Regions from separate parts of the Mus musculus genome. Here region 1 is linked to region 2. Evidence: chromatin contacts called from public Hi-C data. All regions are on one chromosome and are shown on one strand. The core of a region is the stretch at or near the end of the contact, and the rest is flanking DNA. Distances in the headings are between cores, read along the strand shown. Region 1 overlaps Smyd3 (SET and MYND domain containing 3). Region 2 overlaps Smyd3 (SET and MYND domain containing 3).

The links. A called contact is a pair of places that touch in the nucleus more often than the background predicts.
Region 1: a Hi-C map of cranial neural crest shows a contact between it and region 2, with 2.0 times the contacts expected there. The contact joins two enhancer-like sites. A contact is called at or near these places in 1 of 15 datasets of contacts at CTCF or cohesin (the NIH/3T3 cell line), 19 of 484 Hi-C or Micro-C datasets (ECoMG myeloid progenitors, ECoMG-derived neutrophils, the G1E-ER4 cell line and 15 more) and 1 of 9 other capture datasets (embryonic stem cells).

The regions. Positions count from the first base shown.
Region 1 is chr1:179,086,820-179,089,519 of GRCm38.p6, forward strand. The region is part of intron 7 of Smyd3 (SET and MYND domain containing 3); the gene reads right to left. Among named protein-coding and RNA genes, the nearest start is that of Gm31349, 240 kb to the right of the region's middle. Within about 2 kb of position 1,357, at least 20 of the 459 cell types and tissues checked have an H3K27ac peak or open chromatin away from gene starts, as enhancers often do.
Region 2 is chr1:178,973,777-178,976,476 of GRCm38.p6, forward strand. All of the region lies in intron 10 of Smyd3 (SET and MYND domain containing 3), which reads right to left. Among named protein-coding and RNA genes, the nearest start is that of Gm46249, 200 kb to the left of the region's middle. Within about 2 kb of position 1,390, at least 2 of the 459 cell types and tissues checked have an H3K27ac peak or open chromatin away from gene starts, as enhancers often do.

The DNA.
Region 1 (2,700 bases), core at 107-2,606, 110 kb after region 2:
GTAACACCATGGGCATAAACATGTTTCCCCAACACACAAGAATCAAGTTCACAGTTATCAGAACTCTTCTCCCCTTCCTACTCACCTGCAGAGCCTCCCTAGTTAGGAGAGGAGGCAGTAGCTCTATTCATGTTGTCTAGACTGAACCCTTTGTGTCTCCCTGGACTCTAACATCCAAAACCATCAGGAAGTTCTGTTGTATCCACATTAACAATTCATCCAGAAGTGACCACTTTTAATCTTTCCCACTGTTACATCCCAACCTGGCCAACCACCATCTCAGGATGGTCTCCCCACCCCACCCTTGGCCCTTCTCTCCTAGAAGGAATCTCTGCATTCTACAATCTAGCCTTCACCACAATTGAAGTCAGACAGGCTTTCTTCAGTTTGAAATACTGCAATAGCGCCCCCTTTTGTCTGAGGAAAGCCAAGGTCTTACAGAGCAACCCGAGTGTGGCCTCTGGACTGCATAGGCTCAATGCTGAATTGGAGGAAGGAAATACAAAGTCCTCATTTAGAAACTTGTTTACTATTTGGTAAGAATGTGTGTGTGTGTGTGTGTGTGTGTGTGTGTGTGTGTGTGTGTGTGTGTGTTTCTAATGATAAAACGTTTTGTTATGGTTACTGTTTTTAAATATTCATTTTTCAAATTTGTCAAAAATATTAAGTCTGATGACCCAAGTAAAATATGGGTCTTTCATCACTGGGGACAGAGAAGCAAGAGCTTCATATAAGCTGCACCCACTCCTTTGAACGCATGGCCCTCCCTGTACGTTCCCTTCCCCCTTTTCCATGGCTCTTGCTGCTCTGGCTAGTCTGGCCTCTTTGTTGTCCCTTCATATTTTCCCTTCAGGCCTGAGTTCTCCCAGATCCACCAAGGTGGCCTCTCTGGTCCTCTTCCATTTCAATCAAATCCCATTTTCTCTAGGAGGCCTAACCTGCAGCCTATTTAAAATAACAACTGGCTCCTGCCACACCCAGCGCTCCTCCCCTCCCCCTTGTCTTCCTTTGCTTTACTCTGGTAATGGATACCAGCTTGTACTATACAGTATACATGACTTATTTATCTGTTTTCAAATGCAGAACATAATTATGGGTGTGGGGGAGTTGGGGATATTGCAGGGAGGAGGGGGCAGGGTTATCTGTTGAAAGACTTGACAAAATGCCCCAGAGCAAACACTCCATGTGGTTTTTCTTAACTGAAAACAAAGCACCCCGTGTCTACTAAACATGATTATACTTGTTTGAAGTCAAGGTAGGGCAGAGAAGGCCTCTGACAGAAAATGACTTTAAGGTGGCCTCCTTGAGGAGGAGGAAGTCTGGCCAGCCACATGGGTCAGACTCACTGTCACCAGGGTGACAGAAGACAGAACCTGAGCTGACTCCCTGGCTCATCACAGAGGCTCATGTTAGAAAGCTGTGGGTGCCTTCTTCCACAGAAGAACTAATGTCTGCCCCAAGAGTATAGATCTGGTCTTGCAGGAACACCTCTGGTGAGTGCTGCACTCCTGAAGTAACTGCAACAGAAAAAAACCTAAAAGGAGCTGGGATCTGCATTTGACCCGATTCAAGCCTGACTCTTTCACCTGGACTGCAGCAGGTACCCTTCTTGGGGTGGCAGTGGAGCCTACGAACAGAAGGAGCCTCTACAGCCCCACCGTGGAATATATACAGCACAAGCTACACAGAGCAGTGGTGGTGGCTGGCTCTTTTGGCTAAGACAATGGTCATCTTTTCATTTCCTCCATCTCTCTCTTGCATTTGAAGGCAGGGCAGAGGAGAAAGGGCTACAGTACAAGGCCAGTTCCCATGCCTTTTGGAGAACACCAGGTTCCACAGACCAAGCAACTAGTCTCAAAGCGTATATTCGAGAACATCTTTATCAGTAAGTTTGGGGCTGTACACTCATCCTGTATCCTCAGACTCTCTGGTCCTGGACAGATCCCCACACAGGTGAGGGGGCAGCTGGTGACTATGCTCCCTGTAGAATTCATTCTAAGACCCCGTTTCTCAGCCCAGCCTAAAGACCAGAAGTCACTAGTCATCGCTGTCAGGTCAAGCAGAAGCTCTTGGGTAATTCCAAGCTACTGTGAAGCCACCAACTCAACAGTGTCTGGCTCTAAAACTGCATTATAAGGACTACAACTCATGTGTGACTGCCGGGCAGGAGACTAGTTATTTTGTCTCACCCCAATAAATAGGGTCTCACAGTCTTTCTGGGTAGCCTGTAATGCCTGAAGCCTTTACCCAAGCAATGGCTTTCTAACTTGCCTCCTAGGGGCTTTTTCTACCTTTTTACCTTCTAAACTGATGAGAGAGGGGGAGGGGGAAAATGAGGGAGAGGGGAAGGGGGAGGGGGAGGAGGAGGGAGAACACGCTCCCTAACACCCATAGCTGGTTGAGTCATTCCTCTATGTGAAGACTTCAGGCAGCTTCTTCCTGCCTATGGATGGAGCCCCACAAGTCTTTTCTCCTAGACTGATTGTAGGTCTACTTCCTCGTCTCAGATGTCTTTTCCTGTGCCTCATAGAGTCTTGACTATACAGCTGTCTACGCCCCCTCCCTCTGGGATAGGGACTCCTTATCTTTTCTGTGCCTCTTTCATGCCACTGAAGTTTGCAAACTATACTGTACCAAAGCTGAGGGGCTCAGCAGCAAGAACATTCCGGAAGCACGCAGCTAGCTTGAAATGGCAGCTCA
Region 2 (2,700 bases), core at 140-2,639:
ACTCACAGGCTGAGAACTGCCGCTCTAAGCAAATACTGAGCTTCCGATGCCCATGCAGGATTATGGTCAGGCTCGAGAGGGAAATACCACACTGGAAAGACATGAGCATTTCCATCAGGACCCAATGATCCCACCAGACACAGATAAATATTCATACAAGAGCAAAAATAACATTATGGGAAGGAGAGTGCTTTTGTGCCCTGTGCCCGAATCTTTCGAGCCATACATATTCAGTTCAAATCTGTTGACCAGAGTGGAGGGAGAAAGTGACGCAGTGGTTGATGAAGAGAACAAACTGGTGGCTGGGTGGCTTGGAGAAATGGGGTAAGCTGGCTCCCAGGAACTTGGAATGGAAGGATGGGTATGTATTTAGACAACCAGGGAGTCCAACCAGGACATTCTCCTGATGTGAAGACAGGAGGACCTGCCTTTGTCCCATGGCCACAGCGACAGTTCAGGCGCTCACCTAGATAATGCTAGCCCTGTGTGGCTCAGCTTCGGCTGCCCTTTAACTGAGCCCACTGAATCCAGACTTAAGCCCTCCCGTGTAACAGATCTTCAGCACCCCACTCCTCTGATTCAGCTCCTCTCTGTGAAACGCAATATAGAAACCTATTCATTCATGCTCTTAAAAAGGAAGATTGCTGACCTGGGGGCAAGCACTGTGCCACGGGAGGCGGACCGTGCCTCTTTAAAGACCCAGAAAGGGAGAAGGTGGAGAACAAAGCAGCAGACACCTGGTCCCCAGGCTCCTTCATCTCTGATGTACGCTATGAGGTCAGTGGCTTCACCTCTTGTCCCTTACAGAATGAACATCATTACGGAGTTGGATGGAAATGATTTCCCGATCCTCAGACAAAAGGCTTAAGTGCAGGATGCCATCATCAGAAGGTAATTGCCCCGGACACGTTCCCTGAAAAGCGCACCTGGATTGGGGATTTTATTTTATTGCTGTGAATATGGTATAGTTAAATTTAAAGGCCAAAAAGTAATTTTATACTAATAATCTCTCTGCTAAGTGCGTGTCTGTCATGTCAGTGAGCAGAAGGGAAGAAAATCTGGTTCTGTGATAGCAGAGAAAGTGGCGCATAATTACGCCGTGACGGGTACCTGCCTCGGTCACGGGAAGATTAAAACCTGAGTGGAGGGTGAGCGGGAGGCTCCTATGGGAAGTGGGGGATGCCCACACACAACTTCGGTGCGCTGACTCTTAGTAAGAGGCTGCTGGGGACTCTTGTTCCTAGAGGCCTCCCAGCTGATCTGTGGAATCAGACTCATGCTTGCTGGTTGGAGTAGCACCCCAAGGAGTTCTGGGGAAGGCTCACGCCTGCTGGGTAGCCCACGTAGGATGTGGCCTTTCCATCAACCTGCAAAGGGAAGCAATGAGAGAGTGGGGGACTCTGCTGGTCTTCTTCACCTGCTGGGTTATCAGATGTCAATCAGGGATGCACAGAGAACCTGAGGTGGAACCTGTTCTGGGGTGGAACAGGAGCTAGGGTGTCACAGCTAGGGGAGTCCAGTGTTTGCAGACCTCTGCACAAGTCCAAGGTGTATTCTTATCCTTGGCGAACACAGAGCCAAGTTGAAGAAATGATGATTGAGTCACAACGCAAAGAGGAGCGTGGGTATCCCTCCCTACTCCTAACACAGGAGTTGGGACTACAGTGACTTGGGGAACAGCAAGAGTGGGCTGGTTTGGACTGAGGAGAGGATGGGATGTGGGGCATGGAAAGGGGTGGGTTATCCTACCGATAGTAGGGGAGGCTGGATGCAGATATGGAGGGGAGGTGCCTTCTGGCCAGGCTACCCACTGCAGACATATCTAGTTCCCAAGTCTTCCTATCAGGTGACACTCTATTGAGGGAAAGGAAAATATATCACCAGGTAGGAAACACAGAGAAGTGGGGGGGGGGGGGAGCGAGGGAGGGGCGAAAGGCCCAGGTGTCAAAGACAGTGGCTGCTGTCTCAAATCCTTAAAAAAGAAGGATCTGAGACAAACAAGGTCAGAGTTCATTCAACAGGATCTGGGGACCTGCTGGGAGACAGCAGTCACAGGTGACCCCACCCTCACCCGCGATTCAGAAACACCTCCACAAAGACACATATGAGAGTCATATAACACCACAACCATCTGACAGGCCAATTCTTCTTTCCATAGGGGCAAGACGAGCCATCTCATACCCCAGAAAGCTGGGCCTAGGATGGAAAAGCTGCCTTGGTGCTGTGTACATGGGGGCAATGCATTTGCACAGGGTGTGGGTGGCTGTGGAGAGGCATATATAGTAGCTTTAGTTCCACCAATAGGCACATATGGTCTTGCTGCTCTCAGGTTTCAGCAGAGGCTGAGGGTCAGGGAATTGGGACTACATGAGAATTCAAAAGGCACAAAGAGAAGCCTTCACCGGCAGGACCTTTGCTCTGTGCCCAGTGCTCTCCGTGTGCTACAGCCACAGTGGCACTGCCTCAGAGGTAGCAAAGCTTTGACATTTTATAGGGCAGGAAGAGACAGTTAGTGCTCGGGCTTGTTTGCGAAGCCTAAAGTCAAAGCATTTGCTGGTCCTAAAGTGAGAGCTTCACCTACCTGTTGGAGTTGCATCTCCCAACGAATACACAGACCTAGTTGTATGGATGTTAGCTGAGAAATCTAGAATAGTGATGGGGCTTGGGAAAAAGAGGTTTGCAACTCCTGAAAATCTAGTC